2 separate regions of the Mus musculus genome follow, and region 2 is linked to region 1. A link is a contact called in public Hi-C data. All regions are on one chromosome and are shown on one strand. Each heading gives the region's core, a stretch centred on a gene start, on an enhancer-like site or on the middle of the called end of the contact. The rest is flanking DNA. Distances are from core to core; before and after follow the strand shown. Region 1 overlaps Nfia (nuclear factor I/A). Region 2 overlaps Nfia (nuclear factor I/A).

Region 1 (7,913 bases), core at 2,894-5,393:
AATTTTATCTCTGCTATTCAGAACAGTGGGACCTAGAACAGACCCCAAAAACGTAATAAATATGGAAAGAAACTTTTCTGTTATTTTTTTAATCACTGAATACTACAAGGACCTTTGTTATGTATGTATGTATGTATTTACACATTTATGTACTTTAATTTTGGTTTCTAATTTTACCATATTGACAATCTCTCCAGTAAAGTTAGCACTGCAGTCATTAGACTCTACTCTGTCTGGTGTTTTTCTTCTCCTTCAGGCCCATTTCCCTTTCCACAAAAGGAGGGATGTCTCTTGAGTTAGCCACAACAGGACGGTATCTTCCAATAGCTAGGTAGAACTAGAGTCAATAGCACAGTGCACAGTAAGTGTCTTGGTGTTTCTCTTCAAACGCTTTATGTGTTAGCTGTAGTCAAAAGACAAAGGATCATTTGAGTCTGGATGGTATGGAAACAGGACATTTTCTAAATAGGCTACAAACCTCCTGGATCCTAGAAAAAGTAGTTAACACATTGGACAGCTAACACATTTGCTTTTAAAATGAATACTTTCCCTTTAAAGTTTTTTTTCATCGTGTTTTATGGCCTTTTGTGGAAATAGCAAAAGGTAAGCATCCTGGCATGACAGATTGATATTCTAATGCAGTGCTCTCACCTACACCATCTTATGCTTCATTCAGGGCATTGTCTATATACATTCAAAGTGAACTTAACTTTTGACCCAATTAACTGATTGGTCTGATAGATTTAATTAAAATGAAGGAGTGCTTGTGTAGAGAGGAGCAGCATTAGTATAATGTGGTCGTGAAGATTAACACGATTGATTTGATTTGATAATTAGTTAATTTGATTAACAATATAATTTTGCATCTGGCAGATATCTGGGTTCAGGTCCTCACTAGCTAGCTGGGTGCCCTTGATCTTAAACTTTGAGTCTGATTTCCCCATTTCCTTCCTTAAAGCACTGTAAAGATGTCTACCTCATACAGCTGCTGTGAAGATTTTGAAATATATCATGTAGAATGCTCAGCACAATACTTGACACTTTGGTGGTGGACAATCATATCTATCGATATGTTCCAGAATAGACATTCTGTGTGTTCTCTGAAAGATACATGTCACCGATGGCTGATTCTTTTTCTCCAGTGAGTAGTCAGTTTCTTTTCTAAAACACAAGTGGGGCAGCTACCATATTCTTCATGTTTTATCCACTGTTTTGAAGTTGGGTCAAACCTGTCTTTATTGTTCAGGCCTAGTTTAGGCCATAATAATAGTTCCTCTAATTAATTAATGAGTTGACTTTTACAGTGATGTGTCAAATGCTGTAAGGTACATCTATAGCTCCAGTAGTTCTTATATGAATGCTAGTAATGGGCATACAAGCTTAATATTTCACAGAAAGAATTCAGAAATGAAGAGACCTCAGGCCCCACCCTAGAGACAAAGACGATCCTTTCTGCAGCAAGCAGGAAGAAGACAGACCTGAGCCAGCGCCCTTCCAGCTATCACATGCTGATCACTTTTCTTCTTAATTAAAAGTGCCCTATTCCTGACCTCTCACTGGCAGGCTACTCAGAGCTCTGAATTTCTAGAGTTCTCAAAGCTATTGAACAAATGCACAACATTAGTCTAGACCCTCCAACTGTATAGAGTCCCATTCAGTTTCAAAGATACCTGGGCAAGTCTAGCCTGAGACCCAGCACAAAGCCCTGTGAGTGTGTTCTTTCTCAGGTCAAGGTTCTTTTTCTGTAGCTTCCTGGTGAGTCAATGCTGACCCCCCTGCCTCTTGTTGCGTGTTTCTCCGACTTTACCCACCACAGTTCAAATAGTAATAACCAGGAATCCATATGTAAAGATTTCTAATTAACTCACTGATGTGAACATGTGCAGAAATTCCAGACATTTGTTTACAGCTTTTTTTTTCTATTGTATTTCATGGGATGTTGATTTTGTTCCATTAAAAATTCCTTTGTCAAAAGCATCTAATGACACATTAAACCAGTCACCCACTTGATAGTTCCTGTCACATTAGCCAGGCAATACAGTGAAGTGTGACACAAAGATTGTTTCACCTCACTTTTAGTTTTCTTGAGTTGAGTCCTTTGGATTTCAAGGTTTAGTAAGGAATTTATTCCTGTGAACAGTTTTGTTCTGGTGACCATTTTAGTCCAGTGTTCTCTGTATGTTGTCCTGTTTTCCACTTTATTCACATTGTATCCTTAAAAGTTATGATAGTTTAAAATATACTTTTGATCTATATTCATTTTATTGATGCCTAAATTGTGTTTGAGAGATTTACTTTGCCACCAGATACATGAGTCCTTTTATCTAATGTTACTTTACCTAGCAGAGAAGGATGCTTATCCACTATAAGATATCCTAACACATTTTTCATCCTTTGACATATATAATAAAAATGTACACTTCGTTAACAATAGACTTTTAAAACCACAAGAAATACTTCCTCTGAAGGATACTTCTTCTTAGTGTTATTGTAGACTCCACAGATTTCAGCTTTTATTAGCTTAGTCATGGAATTAGGGATAGAAGGTGTGTTTATAAAGAGTTTGGAGAGCTATTCTAAGAAAATTATAGCGACAGTCTGATTTTTAAATCCTAGAATTGAAAACTAGTACTTTAGATGTGATATCAATAGAATCTAAGAATGTTATAAACTTCCTTATCCTGGCAAAACTGGATGCCTCTCGGCATCATAACCTGAATTATCTAGTGAATTCCTGTGTCATGGCTGTGAACCACTTATTCAAGGTAAAGGAATCCTCAATGGAAGACATTAAAAGATGGCTTGAGATGAACGTGCAGTGTGTCTGGAGTTGGACAGATGCTTGCATGTGGCTTCTCTGCTGTTCTTACAGGAGCATCTAGCCATACTTCTCAGGGAGAACTGCTCTGAAAGGTAGAGGAGATAACCAGAGGTCATGCTCTTTGCACCAACCTGCTTTGTACTTAAGGATAACTATATACACATGCATATTTGCTTTCCAAACCAGTTACTGGGCTTACAGCTGAGGGGAGTGTGTGTGTGTGTCTGTGTGTGTGTGTCTGTGTGTGTGTGTGTGTCGGTGTGTGTGTGTGTGTGTGTGTGTGTGTATTTGGTTGTCTGTGTTGTCCAGCAATGTTGTCTAAAACATGAAATTTCTAATGTTTATCTTCAGTATGTTTTGCTTCTTTTCAGAGCTTAACTTCAAGTAGAATGTGTTGTGACTCTATTTTCTGCCTCTTTATAACAATACTGATAGGAAAAATAAAGTAAAATAGATTGCACTGCTTATAACTGGGGCAGGAGGTGAGGGAAAGCAGCACAATTCTTGCTTTTAATCCTGTTGGTCTATATTGAATTTCTGCTCCAGTGATAAGTCTATCTTAAATTCACTCAGAGATTTGGACTGCAGGAGAGCCTGGGGAGCTGCTAATATTTAGAGTATTCCAGAAGCATTGCATGGCTTGATGGTTAGAAACTCAAATTTCCAGAAACAGAGGACCAGCATGGCCTATTCACTACAGTAGTCCTGTGCCATCAAAGACAACACGGCAGGAATCCATTATGTAGAAAAGGACCCAAAGAGTTAGTGGCACTGTTAATACTGCACAGTGTGGCCGAGACGCTCCTGGTGGTTCTAGGCTTGCCTGGAAACAGCACACCCAAACCCTTCCCACTTTACACACAGTAAATAGTCGGACAGGAACAGGCAGAGGGGCATGGGAGAACTCCAAGGCAATTCATTAACCCATTTCGAGACATTCTCAGGCAGCTTACTGAGCTTCAGAGGTCAAACTGACCACTAATAATTCATCACAGAGGAGAAATTCTGAGAAGAAAAAGTTAACAAACTTTTTAATACTTAACGAGTTGTCTTAAAAATGTTTTAGTTCCGTACCTCACTCACCTGATTCACTGACGTGTGCCGCCTACTTTTAAATCACATTTGGCAGTATAAAAAGAGCCGTATTCCTTTACACTTTGGAACAGGTAACAGAGGTTGTTTGTTTGTTTGTTTGTTTGTTTGTTTCTCCTTGTGCCACAGAGAGCACATGCTGCAGGGACTAGCATGAGACTCCCAGGGCCACCAAAGGTCAATGGCTGTGCTGTTATGAACACGGTCCAGCCTGGACTCTGATCCTGGGATCAGGTTTTAATCTTGTTCATTTCTTCTCATCTTTGTTCCTGCGTATGTCTGAGCTGCAGCGGTGGCCCTCTACACACAGTGTCTGTAAATGGCAGAATGGCCGTGCAGGGTAGCAGGGGATGTTGGCAGCACACTTTCCAGGCACCTAGCGCACAAGCAGAGAACTTCGCTTCTGCCAACTGTGACTTCAGAACCCAGGTCTGTTCCTGAACCTGGACACCCAGCTGTCAGCATGTTGCCATATGTCACCAGCACATGGCACCCTAATTAAAATTTCAAATTGCATGCATTTGTGTTTGCTGGCTGGCTTGCTTCAAAGGCAGGGACCTCACCACCCCAGAATCTCCTTGCTTCTCTCTGAAGTATTATTGCCCGCCATGCTTAGGAATGGGTTGGAAAACGGCCTTTCCCAGGGAGGAGAAAAACACTACTCTCAAATTCTCTCACCTCCTCTTTGGAAGTAAAACTACTTACTATCTTAAGGAAGGAGGGTGGGTGTGAAGATTCATGGCTGGTGCCCTTGACTAGGATTCTGACAAGCAGCCATGTGGCTCCTGGTCCCATTCCATTCTGGCTCACACACATTACTCCAGTCTGGGCTCTGTCTTCTCAGCTGAAAAGTGACTATTACTGCCCCTTAAGCATAGTATACAAAAAAGGGGTTTAATTTGAGATGTAGTTGTGTTTTAAGAGGAGACAGCCTGAAGGTGTGTCTCTTCCTGCCCTCTCTTTTAGTGCACACCTACTATTAGATGTTTAAATTGGAAATTTTATAAAGGAATTCAATTGAGGCCTTAGAGAAAATACCAGGAAAAGAACCCCAAAGAAATAGATTTCTGTATACAAATCCAGGAAGATACGTTGTGGGTTGCCAGGATCCTCTGTAAATTGTTATCAGTTATTGAATACTTGTAGAACGCTAAGGAAAATTCAGAGAAGTGTGACTGTGAGCAGGTCCCATTCAGTTCTTAGCCTCCACTGTTGCACATGGCTGCCTATAGCCTCATTTGAGACATGAGCATTCTGTGGCTGACTTGAAGCAGAATTTTCTGAGCAATATTTAGCATAGAGCAAAATGAAATTTGAACCCACATCTGTCTGATTAAAGCTTGCACCTCATATTATTTGCCTCATGGGAAAAGGATGCTAAGTGTTTTGTTTGTGTGTGTGTGTGTGTGTGTGTGTGTGTGTGTGTCTATTTAGTTTTTTGCTTGTTTTAATCATAGCTTCTAAGACAGGTGATGTCTTCCCTAAATATGTATTTTTGTATGGAAAGGCTGAGAACCTTATCCAAATAATCAGACCCAGAAGTTTTTCAGATATTGTATTTTTTTTTAACTCTTGGGTGATTTGCACTTATGTGATGAGATATCTTGAGGGATATAACTCAAGTCTAATCAAACTTCTCAATAATTTATGTTTTTAAAATTTATAATAGTTTTATTTATGGTGGGACACACACACACACACATATATATATATCGTACAGACTATTTTAGTGTCTTTAATGCAAATTATATTGGCTACAGCTAAATGTGAAATCAGATGTGGAATTTTCCACTCGTGATTTTATCTCTATTGATACATAGAAAGTTTGATAATTTGTAGCATTTCAATTTTTGAATTTTAGGTTTAGGAATACTCATTCCATGTACATTTTGGTACAGGCACAAATCCTTTTTAAAAAAATTGAACTAGAGTTATATAACTAATTGCATGTGGAACTTGAGTGGTGACAATGGGTATTTTCAACTTTACCCAGGCTGGAAACATACTGTCTCATCCAAAATTTATACCTGTGGCTTATTTAGTTATTATTATTTTTAATGAGGTCTTATTATATTGCCCAGGCTGACCTCGAAATCCTGGACTCCAACTATGCTCCTGTTTCAGCCTCCTGAGATGCTGAGACTGTCAGTATGTGTCACCATGGCGGCTTTACCTCTGGCTTACTTTAAATCTCTGATGCATGAGGACATTTTTGTTATAATGGCTTCTATGGCCCATCAAGTGTGTGCTGTGCAGCATATTGACTTGTCACTTTGTGGTTAATAATAGTAAGGACACACACCCACGTAAGCTGAATGTCTGTGGTCTTCATCCTCCCTGCTAAGAGTCAGGTTGGTATAGGAAGCCTCAAGGTCAGCTGTGTTTCCCTCTCCAGAGCCCACTTGAGGCTTCGGACCCCAACTGCCCTTTTATTACCACTGCAGTCTTGAACAACCATCATAATTTTTCTTGGATGCAGTTTTCTTATTTGTATGAGAAGGATCAAAGTATGGGTTAATTTATATAATGCACTTAGAGTGTTTCTCTTGGAACACTAGTAGAATCCAATGGATGTTGGCTAAAAATTAACTGCAAAGGGCTGGAGACATAACTTAGTGCCAGACTACTTACCTGTTATATACAAGGACCAGTAGCATACACACAAAAAATAAATGAATAAGATTAACCATCACATTTTATACCTCATAGGGAAAAAAGATATTCTCCCCCACCCTCCCAGATAAGATTAATTGATCCATTCTACTGGAAATACTGATGTTTGAACCATTGACCTTTTTTTATAGCCTCTGACTTACTAAAATGAATCTCCTTTATGATTTGGTGTGTTCGTTAGCAGTTGCTAGGTAAGCTTCTGCTATGAAATGGAATCTCTAAAATAAATAGTATCATAAAGTTCATGGTAGTAATCGCAGTGGGTAGACAAAACACGCCAACTTCATTATATTTCAACAAGTGCATATCCAGTCCAGTGGATTATCACAGCCATATAATTATTCGTATACACACCTTGAAGTATTGACAGAAAGAGTTAAGGAAAACTAAACACAAAATCCCAGCACCCTCCAAAACTTAGTAGTATATAGTGCTTATGGCAATAATTTGAACAGTGGCCACATGGATGAGAGAAGCCAGCAATGGTGTCCAGGCTGCCTATCTTAGAACCAGACAAATTGTCTTCAGACTTAGCAACGTGAGGCAGTCCTATCACCTATAAACGTTTCTAATCATGTGTAGATCAGATTTCTATTAAGCTCATATTTACTCTGTAAAGCTTCTGAGATAAACAACGAAGTGTGAAAAGAAAAGCAACTACTGTATTTTATGTAAATTTCCAATGGAAATTATATCATAAATCACAATGTGTGGTAAGATTTCAAATTATTTCTTATGTTTGACTTTTATTTATCAGTACCCTGAGTACCATACACACTGACAGCCTAAAGAATCAGTATCTTTTACTGCCTCTCCAGAGCATCCTTGCTGATAACTTTTGGAAGGCGCATCATGATAATTTCAGTTGATGTATCCTCCCCTGCCTGCATCCCTGTCTGCAGAGAGAACAAATAACCCAGTAACCGACTTGTTTCTTTCTTCCACCAAGTATTAAGAAGTAGTGCTTTTTCTCATATTCAAAGAGATAAATTTGCTTGACTCTTTTGTGTTTTATACATCATAGTAAGAAAAACATAATCTGATGGAAGCTTAGGGAAAACTCTTAAAATAGTGGTTGCCAGCCAAGATTCCTGACTCAAAAACCAGGGAGGAGAGAGATGGAAAGGAGAGGGGAAAGAAAGAAGAAAGAGAAGCAAGTAGTAAAAACTGTTTAATGTAGTATCGGCTGCCAAGAGTATTTGGTACAGTTGCACACAGACTTCATGAGGAAGCACTGTAAGAAACATGATCTAATGAGAATGCATTTATAAGAGCAGTGTCGAGTCATTAGGCAAAGGGGAACAGTGGTGTCTAGATCTCCTTCCAT
Region 2 (7,913 bases), core at 3,021-5,520, 120 kb after region 1:
CACAGCCTCCAGACCCAACCCAAAAGCTATGTCTGTTACCAAATAATTTTACCCACCCCCCAAACCCCCCAAAAAAAACCAGGAGCACAGAGGGAACTGGGTGTGTGCTTAGACCTCACATGCTCCATCATAGCTCTTAGGCCTCACATGCTCCATCATAGCTTAGGCCTCACATGCTCCATCATAACTTGGTGAGTATTTATACTTGTTTTGTTTCAAGTTTTCGTTTTATGACAGTTGGCTTTCTTCTGTTTTTGTTTCCACAGGACATTTGGGCTTCCAGGACAGCTTTGTCACATCAGGTGTTTTCAGTGTGACTGAGCTAGTAAGAGTGTCACAAAGTAAGTATAGTTTTGCTCTGATTCGGTCCAAATTTGCCTTCAGTGTTACTTCTCATAGGGCTTTAACACTTTCACAGCACCCTTTCTGTTCTCCTTAGAAAAATTATACCAACTAGTTTGTTTAAAAGCCAGTATTTCTAGGCTAGGAATAATTAAGAATTTTAATGTGAGGCATCATGGTAAGGACTAATGCTGAATGTCTCACACAGTCCTGGTTACAATGTGTGAACTTGGCTTTAGAAGATCTTGAGTCTTCCCTCTGGTTTCTGAGGAATTCTGCATTTAAGAGACATTGTTTCTGACCTTTAAGCAATGCTAATGCTCTCAGTATGAGTGGCACATTACAGCATGGTCATTACCAGCTTGTCGATAACAACTACAGTGGTGATGGAAGAGTTCATGCCACCGCCCAGTTCTGTTGATCAAAGGCCCATTGATTGTATGTTTGTTATGGCATAACCCAAACAGGGCAAAAAGCATGGGAGTCTGGCTGTCTATGTCTCTCTCTCTCTCTTCTCCCCGACAGCCCCCACACTTCACACAAACGGTTGCCCTCCTTCCAGAATGTCTCTGTTTTAAAAGCATTCCTACAGAGACCGCCTGCTCTTAGACTCAGTTTAAAAGTGAAATTAAACATCAAATATTAAAATTTTACTTTTATCTGACTAAAGGTAGGGAAATTTATATTGTTAAACATGACTTTCAAGCAGCATCAAGTTCTTTACAGAATGAAATGGAATTCGTAGCCCCTATTATATGTGTTATAGGCTTGCAAGGATGCCCGAGGAAACCAATGGGCTGTGAGATGCCACAGAAGTCAAGCCAGCCTGGTCTTCCAAGCCTGTATTCTTCATATCTTGTTTTGGTCATCACAGGCTGAAAGAATCTTTAGCATCCAAAAAATGGGATACGATGTGGGACTAGAGAAAAATCCAGGTGTTCATGAACATTTCCCATTTGCTAAGCACTGTGTTGGGCCTTGGAGGGAGGAGCATCATTAGTTGATGTTGATCCTTGGTGTGTCTTAGCTGTACTCTGAGTTGTGCAATCTATACTCTGAAGCTAACTAAGGGGAGGTTGAGAAAGTCTTCTGTTTAAGACCAGGCAGGTTAAGTGGTGGGGAGGCAACTGTGCATGTTAGAATTCTGACAGTCAGGGAGGCTGCTATTGATGGTGAGGTGCTATTGACTGATGCTACTTCTGGGTAGAAGTGGCAGAATCCTCATAGGGAAGCAATAGGAGTAACGGGTGATAGCCTGCAGTGGGGAAAATTTGGCTTTATTATGAAAGGTGTCCCAAAGTACTAGGTGAGGGGGAACTAGATGATTTTATTGAACAGGAAGACATGCGCCTCCCTGGCTAGTGCATGGTGGATTAGCCAGTCCCTGGCCATAGACAGATAATAACGCATATGTACTAAAGGTAATCAATATTCTATATTTTTCTTATTAGCTTACTAATAATAGCATATAAAGAGTATGTCTTATCAAAGTGTATCAGTCATAGAGGCATTAGAGCGAAGTATATTTATTGAGGCTTTATTGAGATCCAAGCATAGCCTTGATTAAAAAAGAAACCCTTTTTACTCTAAGATTAGAGCTCTAGTCCGTTTCCTTCTGCCTTAGCCACTCAAATGCTTGCATTAGTCTTCATTACCAGCAGAGTTCCAAGGTCTGGGGGTTGTAAGAGGCCAGACAGCTCAGAACCATCCCCAGCCTCTTGCCCTTCCTCCCTTCCCTCATTTTCCTTTCAGGTCTTATATCTAAGATTGATTAGACCTCCACTCAGTCTAAGGCAGCATGATTGCCAAGTGAGTTCTACATGTTCCTTCAAGACTGCCAGAAGGGATGCCTGCCCTTGGGGCTAAGATTGCAGAGTGTCTTGGATTGTTTCCTGTGCCTGTGTAGGGGGCTGGTTAGCAAAGGCCTGGCATTGTGAGCATCCTTCAGCTTCTCAATGCTTTCCGACTCTGCACACTGCTGTGCCATCACTCCAGGACTCACTCACACATGGCCTTGTGCTGACTACAACTGTTCGGTAAGAGCAGGACCGGGCTGCATCAGCTAAACCATGGCTTCAGGCCAAACCGGTCAGCTACACGCCAGAGACCCTCTCTTCCTTGTAGACCTTTAATCTAAGTTTGTCAAGGTTTATTTTTATAGCTTGCCTTGCCTATTGCAACAGGGATTCCCAAGCTCTGTCCTTCGACCAGAAAGCCTTTCTCAAAGGCATAGGCTCTAGTTAGGTTTCTGTTCCCGTGATGAAACACTGACCAAAAACAACTTGAGAAGAAAGGGCTTATTAGCTTACAGGTCACATTGTATCATCAAAAAAAGCCAAAGCAGGAACTGAAGCAGAGGGCACAGAGGAGTGCTGCTTACTGCCTTGCTCAGCCTGCTTTCTTAGACCATCCAGGAATACTTACCCAGGAGTGATTGATACCTCTCATGGTGAGCATGGCCCACCCACATCAATCATTAATCAATAAAATGCCCTACTGATATGCCCACGGGCCAATCTGATGGAGGCAACCCTTCAGCCCCATAACTTCCAGCTTCATAGTTTGTGTTAGGATGACAAAAATACCCAGCACAACACACCATCCGAACTGCATAAAGAAGTTGAGTCTATGACCTTACCACAATCACAACTAGTTGTGACCCCATACAGTGTGGAGACTCCATATTACTCAGAAACGATACCCTTGTCTTAAACTGTTTCTCTTTCCAGATACATAGTGCTAGCCTTCTACATGTGATAGTAAAAATATTTACTTCCCCCAGGAGTCCAGTGAGGTTCTCACTGTGATGGGGTAGGGGGAGCTGTTTCAGTATTTGCAAACGAAGAGTCAAGTTAAATAACTACTCTCATGTCTTTGCCTGGGAGAGTATCATCTCCACAGTGGTGGCAATGACAGAGCAGCTCAGTCTCACGAGTTCCTAGGTGAGAGTTAGACTAGACAGCCAGGCTGCTTGACAATAAATGCCTGGAGCAGATGCTAGGAACTGCTGGACTAGGGACTCTGGCCCAGGAGAGCTGCAGGAAGTCACAAACTCCCTCACCCTTGCCTCCCGCCAGCACCCTTTAATTTCTGCCTTTATCATCTAATGTTTGTGAACTGTAGCAACGGAGACGCTGGCGCTGAGAGTATGGATTTGTTCTGTGGCCCATCTCCACACGTGGCAGGACCATCTGAAAGCACTTCTAGTTATTTATTACCTTGTTCCACGAGAGGGAGAAAACACAGACCACTGCACCCTGGGCCAGAGAAAAAGAAGAATTCAGTACAGGGGAGAGGCTCCCAGGAGCGCCTGGGGTTCCGAATCCCTGAGGTTGTTTTAGCATAATCCCATGAAGGAGGAGACAGGAGCCATCTGTTGAGAGGTGCTTCACTACACAAAGCCCTCTACTACAGGCATTTCCAGATAGGCCCCTCCCCTGAGCTGCCAAGGAGAGCCCATTCTGCTGGCTGCTGAACGTCCCTGCTTCAAGGGCTCTCTGTCAAACCCACTCTTGTTTATTTTGTGCCAACGTTTCCTCAAAGTACGTGCTCTGAGGCTGCCAAATGTCCCTCCTGGTGTGAACTCAAAAAGTTCTGTCCCAAACTCCACTCCTGCTCATTTCCTTCTAAAGTGCTGAGTGTTTTCCTTGAAGTTGCTGGAGAGATTCTGAAACCTTAAAGGCTTCCGTGGGAAAGAGTAAAAAGACCACAGATACACACACAGGCCATTGTGCCTCTGCTCCGGCCTGTTCCGATTGCCAGCGTGGTTTGTTACACCCAAACTGGCTGCAAGGGTTAAGTAAACTTCGTGGCTCGGGATGACTTCACAGCCCTGGAATTCTGCAAAGCCAGGATTCTCAGTACACTGTGGCTGGCCTTAGAGTCTTTGGGTGTGAAAACCACTCTCAGCTGCTCAGCCTGTGCTGAGTTCCTGCTACATGGCTGCAGAATCTATTAAAGTCCAGCAGATGAATTGCCCTGGCTCTGCCACAAAGCCTGGCTACCCGATGGACTTCGGGGTTCCCAAGTTGTTTGTCAATGGAGAGTGGCAGTGAATGGAACGGGCCTGTGCCTCAGCCTGGCATGAGGTGGCACCCTAGCGGCTGTTTTCTGCCTTGGGAACGTGCACTGCTGAGATTCTCACACAGGAATCATCATGGGAGTTCCGAATGCAGTTTGTTCTGAACTTCTTTTTCAAGTCCTTGGTATGGCTTCCAGCGCCCATACGCAGGCACTTAGGATTTCTGACCAGCAGTTTTGTAAGAACCAATGAATCTAGTCTAACCTGACGTGTAGAAAGAAGTTCTGGGGCAAAATTAACTCAGCTAAGAGAGGCACAGTAAGAAAATGAGACATTGGTAGGGCTAAGCTCAAACTTGAAAATACAAATTGTCCTTATCTGGAAAGACTAATGAAGAAGCAGGCCTCAGATGAGAAGTCCCGGGGAGGGGGCATCTTTTGAGGGTTACCACTTAAATAGTGGCGGTTCTTTCTACCTTTATTGGAGGAGGATGACTTAAAAACTTCCTAGTCTGAGCAGGCAGCCTGCTGGCTCTCTCCTCTGTTAACACACACAGTAACAATGATCATGGTACAGAAATTAATTTTTTATACAATTTATACTCTTAAGCAAGAAACCATTTAGACTTCAGCATTAAAGGAAGAAACAAAAAGACGATAATAAAACGTCCACTGCAGCCCAGCCCGGACCGTCACTGTGACCTTGCCTTTGTTTGGCATTACACAATTCAATGGCAGGCCACTCAAACTATGCTCTCGATCAATATCCTATTAAAGCAGCACAAAAAGTCTCCATAAACTTAGTGGTTAGCTATGTTTATAAATGGAACTCGGCATAATTAGATGGTCAATAGCAGGCTCTACTAGTAATTTTAAAATGAACATCACACATCTTATGCATAGAAGCCAGAATCAACCCCTCTGGAAGGAAGGTCTGGTGTGTAGTAGACAATAGGTTGGATGGCCTTTTTAAAAAAAATCTTCTCTATGTCCAAAATGCAGCTTCTAAAGAAAATCTGTTAAGTAAGCCATATAATAGAAAATTCTAATCGGTCCCTTAAGGTTTTTTTCGAGTCTAAGTCACTTCATTCTAAATGTATTACACCATGGGATATGTTTCATTTTCTAGTTTTAATCAAGCCCCCACACAGAGAGGAAATAATAAATGTTGCCACACTCATAGAAAAGGGAAAAAAAATCAGTCTATCTGGCTTAACTAACAGATTTCCTCCCAGTTCAATTCAATACAATTTTAAAATAAATGTTGAAGTTGAATTATTTCCAAAGAATGCTTTGTCATACAATTTTTATTTCCTTGATTCATTTGGGGTGAGTGTTTGAACAGTAAAGCAGGAAGCAAATGGAGTGGACCAGCTGCACTAGGGTTTCTACCATTCACATTTGGGTGGCTAACCTTGATGTCTATCCCTTCCCTTCCTCACCAACCAAAAGACGATGAGCTACTAAGAGGACACCCCCACCCACAGGCTACTTTATCCATAGCTGGTCCCATCCGACCATGAGATATATGTGTGCCCTGTGTTGAATATATGTCCTGAGCAGTGTGTGTGAGCTACTGTGTAGGTCACACTTAGGTCAGAGGGAGTGTGCTTTTGACACTGGGTAGCACTGTGCATGTGTGCCCTGTGCTCTTTGGTATATACATACTCCTGCCAGTCCTGGTTAGAGCTGCTCATGGCTGGGTTTGGGCCATTTATCTCTATCCTCAACTGAAGGGTCTGCTAAATTTCCCAGACTCATGAGCACTCTTATGATAGACACTGGATCTTGGAAAAAGAAACACACACTATACTTTGATATGCATACTAACTTGTTGTCATGGTCCCTGTTTCTCTAGGTCCATCTACTGCTAATCTTTTCTAAGTAACTTCTACCTACATAGTGTGTGGTTAACACAGACTATCAAACACACACATGCCTGTAGGATGCCAGGAAATAGTTCAGGATTTATAATAGGGGTGAACATTTGAAATTTAATAGCTGTGGGACTCTGGTCAATATTTGCAGTGCCTCTTGCCTGTGTTTTCTTCGTAGGTTATAATTATTTAATACAAAATATTTAAAGTAAGTCCTGGCTATAGGCTGAGCATAAATCTGAGTGCTAAACTGGGGAGACCTCTCAAGAACACAGAGGTAACATAACAGGACGCCTCATGTTGGATTAGTGAGAGCTCAATGATGGTAATCACCTTGATCATTACTGGCTTAAGCCTTTGCCCTTGATCATCTACTGTGTGTTCTTGAGCTGATCCTGGAGCTGACCACTATCAGCCAATTTTATTTAAAAATATTCACATGTGTATAATTATGAGTGACTGATTTGAGGACTGTGTCCTAAAGCTTGGTTTATTACAGCCATTTAGTGGTCCCGTCAGGTAACAGCTGTGACAGAAGAAAACATACTAGTACTGTTCTTACTCATCTATCTAGAAAAGTCTTATTCCTCGTGATTTTTAGCCAAATCCTACATTTCTGCCAACATTCTGGGTAGCTAATGGGAATTTAGTGAACAAAGGACATAATCCTATTCTAACACTGACATTTTCCAACATTAAATGGTCAGCTATGAATGGGTTAACCATATCAGTATTTCAAATAATACATAATTCTACGGTGTTTTTAAAAATGCTATTTATGAGCAAAAATTCAAGAGATCGCTACTGATAATGTAATCTTCACTAAATCTTTATTTGCTCGTAAGACTCACCTTTAAGAACAGATATCAATATCCAATGAGTAATATTGGGGAGCTTGCAAGGCCTTCTTGTGATCTCCAAATACCTGATATAACTCTTTTTTGCCCCACAATAAGGATGCAAAATTATTGGGATTTGTTCTGGAGTATGTGCTTGTAGCTTACCCTCATGGATTGGAGAGGCTGTTGGTGGCACCCTGTAGGGATGTCTGCGATGGCTGACTGAGCACTCAGCAAAACCACACCATACATCAGACGCTGAGCCATCCAGTATGTGATTAATAGAGTACATAATTAACACCGAGGATTTCTCAATAAGAGCAGGAGGAAAAATCAAGCAGTTCTCCCTAAAAAATGGTTGTTGTTATTGTTGTTGTTGTATAGATAACTAATTAATGTGTTATTAGGAAGGGTCTCTGTTGGTACAGCTAATGGTCAGATAGTACCAGTGTACTCTTGGGGAATGAGCTTATATGTAGATGTCCTTCCATGGTTTATAGATCATTGTGGTAAAAAGACCTTTTATGCCATCAAATCCATCCTCTGTCAAGAAGACTGAATCCCATGGCTGAAGTTGTATCGTATGCTAAACGGGTATCTCATCTGACTTCAACCAAAAGCCAAGACAAGATGATGCTCTAAAATGCAGAAAATCAATTCCAGTCCCAAAGGCAGAAGCCACTAATGCAAGAGATCAGTCATCATCATTTGCTGCTCATGGCCACTCTCCTGGACCAATTTTGAGACCCTGCATCTAGAAGAGCAGTAGCTACAACTCCTTGTGCTGAAGACTTGGAGAAGAATGTAGGGGACATAGCAGCCTTGCTACTTATGG

The links. A called contact is a pair of places that touch in the nucleus more often than the background predicts.
Region 2: a Hi-C map of liver shows a contact between it and region 1, with 4 times the contacts expected there. The contact joins two enhancer-like sites. A contact is called at or near these places in 6 of 484 Hi-C or Micro-C datasets (the N1E-115 cell line, brain, cerebral cortex and 3 more), 3 of 115 datasets of contacts at active chromatin or transcription factors (astrocytes, heart atrium and neural progenitor cells) and 1 of 9 other capture datasets (adipose tissue).

The regions. Positions count from the first base shown.
Region 1 is chr4:97,876,183-97,884,095 of GRCm38.p6, forward strand. All of the region lies in intron 2 of Nfia (nuclear factor I/A), which reads left to right. Among named protein-coding and RNA genes, the nearest start is that of Gm19417, 11 kb to the left of the region's middle. Within about 2 kb of position 4,144, at least 14 of the 459 cell types and tissues checked have an H3K27ac peak or open chromatin away from gene starts, as enhancers often do. A contact at or near this core is called in liver, where this site is marked.
Region 2 is chr4:98,000,126-98,008,038 of GRCm38.p6, forward strand. It overlaps Nfia (nuclear factor I/A), which reads left to right. Exons shown (of 11, transcript NM_010905.3): 4 at 267-341. Among named protein-coding and RNA genes, the nearest start is that of Gm34218, 19 kb to the right of the region's middle. Within about 2 kb of position 4,271, at least 207 of the 459 cell types and tissues checked have an H3K27ac peak or open chromatin away from gene starts, as enhancers often do. A contact at or near this core is called in liver, where this site is marked.